Regions from separate parts of the Gossypium arboreum genome. Here all the other regions are linked to region 2. The links are chromatin contacts, called in public Hi-C maps. All regions are on one chromosome and are shown on one strand. Each heading gives the region's core, a stretch centred on a gene start, on an enhancer-like site or on the middle of the called end of the contact. The rest is flanking DNA. Distances are from core to core; before and after follow the strand shown. Region 1 holds the start of LOC108459792 (L-type lectin-domain containing receptor kinase IV.1). Region 2 holds the start of LOC108459295 (putative cyclin-D7-1). Region 3 holds the start of LOC108460060 (subtilisin inhibitor-like).

Region 1 (2,941 bases), core at 367-2,866, 140 kb before region 2:
TATTAATATTGTTATTCAATATCCTAGGAGTGGCTGTTGACTAAGAAGAAACGAAAGAAAAGGAAAATGACAAAAGAACGAGAAAAATTGTGTTTTGTTTCATACAGTATCAAGATAAGTAATAACGTAACATGATTTCAACTCACTAATTAAAAATCTAACAACAGTTTTAACCACTATTTTATACAAATTAAAATTTTATTTGTATTTTTTACATTTGTACTATACTAAGATATTTTATCTGTGAATTTGTTGGCTTCAATTTTATATATATATATATATATATTCTAATTAATTGTTAGATGCTTATTAAAAGTGTAATTAATTTTTTTAAAATCATAATCACTTTTATTAAATCAAAGATAAATCCGTAAAATTAATAAATAACTCAGGTTTTTTATTAACACCAATTCTGATATAATGCATATTGCATGTGATACTTATTTTAAAATTTATTAAATATTACATTTTATAAATTTTTAACACCTCTCAAAACATCTCTATATTCACGAATTAATCTAATTTGATTAATCAGTCGATTAATCGATCTAATTCGGTCGATAGTCGGTTAAATTTTTTTTGAATTTCGGTTAATGGTTAATTCGATTCGAATTAGGTAATTAATCAAATTAGCGAACTTAATAAATAATATTATATATTATATATATTAAGCTATTACTAATTCGATTAATTCAGTCAAATGAACATTATTAATTTATTTTTCACATATTTTATACTTGTTTTAACAAAAGAAAAAATATAAATATAAATTTTAGTTTGATTAATTGAATTAAAAATTTAATTAATTCGATTAAAAATATTAGTTGTGATTTACTCAAATTTAAAAAAAAATTATGGGCAATCGGTCCATTTTTCTTACCTTTTATTTTAAACAAAAAAAGGTTGAAAATATTTTCTTAATGCAAGATTTGCTGAAATTATTTTTAGCATGTAATCATTTACTCCTTCAAATATTATTTATCATGCACTACCCCTTTAATGAAATTAGAGAAAAGATTATATGAAACAGTGACGCCACATCATTTATATCTCTTTTCAATAGTTTTATATCACATCAGTACTGTTATCCTGAATTTCAGGATTTTATCCTGGAAAAAATTAAATCCAAATTAAAATACTAAAATTCAGGATAAAATCCTAAAATTTAAGATAAGAATACTGATGTGGCATAAAACTATTGGAAAGGGATATGGATGACGTAACGTCACTGTTTCATACAATCATTTTCCATGAAATTAAACCATTTAAAAAATCCAATAGTAATTTTACATTTAACTATAATTAAGCCAACAAAGGTAAAATTCCTTCTTCTTCTTTTTTTTTAAATAAAAATAAAAACCTAGCTATTCTATATTAGATTCTGTAAGTTGAATAAAGGATGACAACTATTTAACCTTACTATGGTTTTAGGGCCTCAATTCTTATCAAAATTGTTAGATTCTGTTAAAGTGGTAGCATAAATAAATTTTCGAATAATCTTAATCATTTTAAATTTATTATTGACTCATGTAACAACCAATAATATCAACCTTCAAATAATATTATAAAAGATGATCAAATTATTCCAAAATAAAATACAACATTAAATCTCAATTTTCAGCAGGGATTTTAACCATAATTAATCTGTCATAAAAATCAAATCTATTTCATGGTAGAGATTCTATGGACTTTCATACTGATCTCAAGCACCATAACGTAATCCATAAATAAATAAAGGTCAAAGATTAGAGAACCAAAGACAGAACCGAAAGAGAAGCAAAGTAAACCGCGACTATGGCAATGTGTTTCACTTTCAGATTAGCAATTCTGCTAACTCTTCTGGTAAGCTTAGCAGCCAGAGATGATTTTGGTTTCATCTACAACGGATTCCGGTCGGCTAATCTAAGCCTTGATGGCATCGCAGTGCTCACTTCCAATGGACTCCTAAAACTCACCAATGAAGCCGAAAGACAACAAGGACATGCTTTCTATCCTCACCTTGTAAACTTCAACAACTCAACCAGCCGTTCAGTTTCTTCCTTCTCTACCATCTTTGTCTTCGCTATTATCCCTCAATACCCAACTGTCAGCGCACACGGAATGGCTTTCGTGGTTTCACCAACCAGGGGCCTCCCCGGAGCTGATCCAGGCCAATATCTCGGACTCTTCAACAAGTCCAACAATGGCGACGGTAGAAACCACGTTGTTGCTGTAGAATTCGATACGCTACTAAGTCCCCAGTTTGATGACATCAATGACAATCACGTTGGGATTGATATAAACGGGTTAAAGTCTAATTTATCTTTTCCAGCAGGATATCACGAGGATGGAAGCCGTCAGTTTAGAAACCTTAGCCTGATTGGGCAAAGGATACAAGTTTGGGTTGAATATCATGGTCTCGAGAAGCGAATGGATGTTACTTTAGCTCCATTTAGACTTTCTAAACCCAAGACTCCACTTTTATCTTTGCCTCTTGATCTTTCTTCAATAGTTAACAATGGGATGTATGTTGGTTTTTCATCCTCAACTGGCTCTGTTCTCACATCTCATTATGTCTTGGGTTGGAGCTTTAAGATGAATGGTCAGGCGCGAGAGCTTACCCTGTCTCAGCTTCCAAAGCTTCCTCCTGTAGGACCGAAGAAAATATCAAGGCTTTTGACAATCGGGTTGCCTTTGATTTCAGTGAGTGTGATTTTGGCAGCAGTTTCAGGTGTAGTTTATTTCATGAGGAGGAAGAGGAAATTTGCTGAAGTTGTTGAAGATTGGGAGCTTGAGTATGGGCCTCATAGATTCAAGTTTAAAGATCTGTATGTTGCTACAAAAGGATTCAAAGACAAGGAGCTATTGGGTTCTGGTGGCTTTGGAAAAGTCTATAGAGGAGTTCTTCCAACCAGTAAACTTGAGGTTGCCGTGAAAAGAGTTTCACATGAATCGAGACAAG
Region 2 (2,917 bases), core at 221-2,720:
TTGCTGGTAAACAATAGGGTGTGTAATCAAACTTTGTTAATCTCATCTGACTTTTATTATCAAAACCATAGCTTATAGTCAAATAACTTTAAAGAGCACTAACCTAATAGTCCTCCGAAATTTTGTTAGCCCAGTAAGAGAAAAAGAATAAAAGAGGGGAATAAATCAGGATGGATAAAATGGTATATAAATTTTCAGTACGCATGGGCAGATATTTTTGCTGTTCCATGGCATAAAAATAGTCAGTTTCTGCCCTGATTAGTTGGCTGCACAATGAGCAGTTACTGCGGCCTTATGATCCATTGAGTTGAAAACGAGGCCCCACGCACAACTGACGAACCCAACGTGAAGCGAGCCCCACCTACACCTCTCCTTACAGCCTCAAACTATCTGATTATAATAAAAAAGGTAAATTTGATAGTTGGTCACTCAACTTTCACAAGTTTTCATTTTAGGCATTTTTGTTAAAAATCATTTTCATTTAAGACACTTTCATTAAAAACCGTTTCTATTTTGGTCACTCACCGTTAATTTAATATTATTATACATTCATTTTAGTTATTCAGTTTTAATAAGTTTTTGTTTTAACTACTTATTTTATTTTTCTTTTATAATTAATTTTAGTTTTTTTAGTATAAGACAATTTTTTAGTATAAGACAAAATACCTAGGATTTATAAGAAAAAACATGGGTTTTACAATGAAAACCTAATTTTAAATGGAAAATTAATTTTATATTTTAATTTCCTTTATTCTTTTCTTTTTTTTTAAATTAAGGGAAAACTTGAAATTTTATAGTAATTGCTTAGATTTTTATAGGAAAAATTGGGTATTTTAAGGAAAACCATTTTCTTAATTTAATTCACTTTATTTTTAGAATTAATTTTAATTTTTTAATAAAAGGAAAACTTTTGGGGTTTTACAAGATATTTATAGGAAAAATTATTCTATTTTCATTTTCATTCTAAATTTAGTTTTTGAGTAACAAGGAAAAATTTGAATTTCGGTTAATTACCTCGATTTTTAAAGGAGAAAACTTGAGTTTTTACTTGAATTTAAGTTAATGCATCTAAATAACTCAATTCCATGTAAAAATAAAAATCAACGACATATAATTAAAATCAAAATTATTTTTAATAAAAATACCTAAAATAAATATAATTTTTAACAACAATGCTTAAAATAAAATTTTTATTTTTCAATACCAAAGAAAACTTATGAAAGCTAAGTGAATTCCTGGCTAGTTTACCCAAATAAAAATCGAGGGTTTCTTTTCCAACGTTGAGGGGCTGCACATTTATGAAACCAGCTCAACCATCCTCGTGCGTTCACGCAATTGGTTACTGCACAGTCAAAAAACCAAATATCGCAACCGCATTTACCCCACTTCATGAGGGAGGTCTCCCCCCTTTTATGTCTTCTATCACTCCCCCATTTCCCCATCCAACTACCCCACTACCCCTTGGGAAAAAAAACTTGATAATTATAACTGCTCTATACGGCTAAACCCATTACTTAACCCTCTCAGGCTATGTCGTTTCTGTTGCTTTCTCTTTCGTTGTACCAAAGTTGAACGTACAGTACAAGGTGACTATCATGTCAGACCATCTCCTATGTGACATTATCATTGAAAATTTTTAAACTTCTACGTACCTTTCTATATGAGTTCTTTCTCGAAATCAGAAAGCAGAATTGCAATGGAGAATTTGCTTTGTGATGAGGTTTGGCTTTCGAGTCCTGGAACTCCAGACCTCAGCCATGAAAGTGAACATTACATTTGGAAGGGCTATGGCTATGCAGATTTATTTTATACGACAAAGGAAGACTCGGAGCAGGCTCTTGTAATATGCCTGAAGAAAGAGCTTAGTTACATGCCTGAAGCTGGATATCTAGATTATCTCCAATCTAAAAATTTGGTGTTTGCTAGGTTTAGAGCGGTTCAGTGGCTTATTAAGGTTCAATTTCTTTCCTCATCAATGTCCTTACATTTTCTCTTAGATGGCCGCTAATACGAAATGGTTTTATAATAAATTTCGGTCTGTTTTCTCTCATTTGATGTTTTTCTTTCAGACTTGTACTCGGTTAAATCTGTCTATTGGAACCGTTTTCAATGCGGTAAATTACCTAGATCGTTTCCTATCAATGAGTCAGTGCCATGTAAGGAACATTTAAATTGTGGATTTTTCTTTTTCCTTCTTCTGATAGCTTGCCATTTTATCTTTCAAGTCTCAACTACAATTTGTAGTTTTAAGAATTAAATCATCTACTTTTTTATTCGTAACATGCATAATTCAGGGATGGAAGCATTGGATGATGGAGTTGCTATCCGTTGCATGTTTATCCATTGCCGCCAAGTTCAACGAGACTTCCCTCCCTTCCTTGGATGAACTTCAGGTGAATGCAATTAATTTTGTCTGATGACGACAAAAACTACTGAATCATATATGTATCAATGTTTCTCAAAAAATTTGATACTAACCAGTTGGAAGTTAATGTTTTGATTGAAGATGGAAGACTTGGAGCATTGTTTTCAACCGAGCACAATCCAGCAGATGGAACTGATGGTGTTACAGGCTTTAAAATGGCGTCTTGGTTCTACAACATCCTATTCCTATATAGAGCTGATTACATCAAATTATATCTGTGATATCAATTATAACCTTCACAAGGAGTTAATCAACCAAGTTAATAGGACACTTGTCAAAGCTATATTGGGTAATACGCATATATATATTTTCAAGAAGAGATTGAAATCAAAGTAAATCGAATGAACCTTGGTTGTTGTAACTTGTGTAATTGTCATGGTGCAGATTTCGAGTTGGTGCCATATCCACCTAGCGTTGTTGCAGTATCTGCTTTATGGTGCAGTCTAGAAGAGTTAGTTCCATCATCATATAATGCCCATCTCACCAAAATTT
Region 3 (2,700 bases), core at 188-2,687, 190 kb before region 2:
TGTCTAAAACTTTCCTTATTTTGGGAAGAAAGTAAGTTCCATAAAAATGTTGGAATTCGTAATTAGAAACTGGACTGCAAATTCACGAAGATTTAAAGGTAATACGGAACTTCATAAGCCTGAGATTGAAATGAGTATTAATTAAAACTGCGCAGACTTGCCATTCATTGGCTAAACATATGGAACAGTACTTCAAATATTGGGCTTAGGAGAGAAAAAAACAAAACAGAAGACCAATGTTAGGGTCATGACCATGTGCTAACTCTACCCTCTTGATATCAATTGTATATTTATGATTGAAAGAGGCCATGGAAATAGTGGGGTTGTTACAGTTGGAATCTTCTAATAGTGGCCTAGTGGCGCAGTGGGAGTTTGACATTTTAATAGGCAAACAAAAATACCCAAAGAACAAGACTCAAGATCACCACAGATAGATATCAGACAAAACCAAGACACACCAAATGAACCACCAACACCAAACCCATGGCTAAAATAAGCAAAAGGGGAGAAGACATTTGACGGTTTCCTTTTCTTTTATGGATGAAGAAGAAAAAGGTGATTGAATGCTGTCCATACTTCAGTACTTCACTACATTGATATAAGATGCTAAAACAATATCTCGGGGGACCACTTCTATCTTGCTTCATCTATTTTCTATTATGACCATCATCCAGTTGAATTTTCTGACTTTCCTACCCCATAACAAGAGAATCATCTGATTTCAACTATTCAACTCCAAATGAAAGTTCCAAGTTTTATTACATACGTTCATGCAAAAGTTTTGCTCATTGTTTACCTGTGATTCTAATGATGTCTTAACAACTATGACGTTGTAATATTATTCTCGAAAGCAAACAAGTTAGATTTAGCCAATTCTTGGAGGCCTTTCAACTTTTCCTGAAGGGTCAAGATATAATCGAACCCTTCCATGGTTGAAATCCATGGTAACAAAGCAATTAGCTTGGACCACCTGAATCTGGACTCTTGGCATGTCTTCCTTGATCTTTCTCTCTGCTTCCTCAGGGGTAAGGCCTACTAACTCAGGCCATTCCATTTTCGGAGCAGTGCTTGGTCCAAGCAATGTCCCATAAGTTCCTGCATTTAACATCCTATAAATGAGTCTACCACTAACTATCAAATTATAACTCAAATAATTTGAATGATCTGAGACGATGGGAGGCGACCAACTTACTTGGTAAAACCGGCGCTGAGTCTGTTAATTCACCAGGTTGTTTGTCAGAGGGTTCAGTTTGCTGCTTCTCAGCCATGGAAAAGCAATGGTATATTTGGTGACTTATGAAGGGACGGGGGGGTTCTTGTTTAAATGTCCTCTTCTTGATTGATTTTATCAAAGTTCAATATTTGGTTTTGCCACATGGAGAGTTTTCCTGACAACTCCTTCATATGGCGGGCATAGAATTTGATTATTACTATGCGGTGCACGACAAGAATGTCACTCGTCCTGCTAGGAATAAGGCCGGCTTGTTAATGTTGACTCTCTTGTGAAATTGAAAATTTTATTAGGCTTGAAATGCAGGGACGATGGTCAGTGGCCCAAAAGTATGAACCTTCACAAGAATGTTAAATCTTCATGAAAGGCTTGTTTAAACACCACATCCGCTAGGCCCAAAATAATTTGATATCAAAATGTTCATGAAACTATGGCCCGTCTAATCAGCACATCCACATTGGACTGGCCCGACAGTTTGATCTCTCTGGGTCAATTATGCAACTAAATTTAATTGGATTATGAAATACTCACAATGTAGATGAAAAAAATTATGTAAAAATATATTTATAAAAAAATTACTTCAAACACAAATAAGACTTTAGTTGAAATGACAAAATTTGAAGCTAAGGATAACAAAATTTGAAACAACCAATAAATTTTGAACTAATCCTTTTATTTTTTGGAAAAATGGATGTGACATGATATGCAATAAATTTTTTTGGACAATGGATATGGAGTAGTTATAACAATTGTTTATCCTGCCCTACTATATAAAACTATCATTTTGTCATATATATATATATAACAATGAACAAGATAAAAATGTAAAAAAAGTGTTATAAGAAAACCTCAGATATTTCAAGTTAAAATATTTAAAAAAAATTATGGTCAAATATTTATTTTTCTTTAAAAAATTGAAAATAGTAGAAATAACTAGTAAAAATTAAACTGAAGCGAAGCAGGACAAGAATGGATGCATCCAATATTCATGGAGATTGTAATTGTCTTTAACATTACACATCCGACCTTTTCGTTCCGCTTATAATAAAAGTATATAAAATTGATGATTGAGATTTAATCACAAACCTACAATATTAAATTATATTATAGTTTTCTTACAATGAAATACTTAACAAGTACTCTAAGAATTGTACCCTTGGGAAGAATTGTACCCTTGGGGAGAATTATTGGCTAAATCCTTTGCTAAATTCGAACACTCGAGCATTACTGAAGTAAATTACCAATCTAATCGAATTGAGAGTTATCAACCTAGCCGATTAACATTTCCATTATGTTTACATTAAGCATTAAAATACTAAAAGCTAAAATCAACTCTCAACTAATAACTTCACCAACAAGCTTAAGTAATTGTAGATTGATTCACCTAATGACTATGGAACGAAATGCTAAATTAAATCCTTGTAAGATCACTAGCCCTAGGTCATTCTAGTCTCTCAACTTACCCCCGA

Evidence for each region. Hi-C and Micro-C count contacts between places; a contact is called where the count stands out from the background.
Region 1: a Hi-C map of leaf shows a contact between it and region 2, with 2.3 times the contacts expected there. The contact joins the promoter of LOC108459792 here to the promoter of LOC108459295 in region 2. A contact is called at or near these places in 2 of 5 Hi-C or Micro-C datasets (both in leaf).
Region 3: a contact with region 2 is called in a Hi-C map of leaf, with 4 times the contacts expected there. The contact joins the promoter of LOC108460060 here to the promoter of LOC108459295 in region 2. A contact is called at or near these places in 2 of 5 Hi-C or Micro-C datasets (both in leaf).

What each region holds. Positions count from the first base shown.
Region 1 is chr4:106,006,757-106,009,697 of ASM2569848v2, reverse strand. It overlaps LOC108459792 (L-type lectin-domain containing receptor kinase IV.1), which reads left to right and starts at 1,616. Exons shown (of 1, transcript XM_017759195.2): 1 at 1,616-2,941. The coding sequence starts at 1,795.
Region 2 is chr4:105,870,340-105,873,256 of ASM2569848v2, reverse strand. LOC108459295 (putative cyclin-D7-1) reads left to right here and starts at 1,470. Exons shown (of 6, transcript XM_017758641.2): 1 at 1,470-1,954; 2 at 2,070-2,156; 3 at 2,295-2,393; 4 at 2,507-2,714; 5 at 2,810-2,917. The coding sequence starts at 1,661. LOC108459395 reads left to right here. Exons shown (of 8, transcript XM_017758758.2): 8 at 1-14.
Region 3 is chr4:106,062,686-106,065,385 of ASM2569848v2, reverse strand. LOC108460060 (subtilisin inhibitor-like) reads right to left here and starts at 1,437. Exons shown (of 2, transcript XM_017759439.2): 1 at 1,193-1,437; 2 at 717-1,095. The coding sequence starts at 1,268. The coding sequence ends at 866.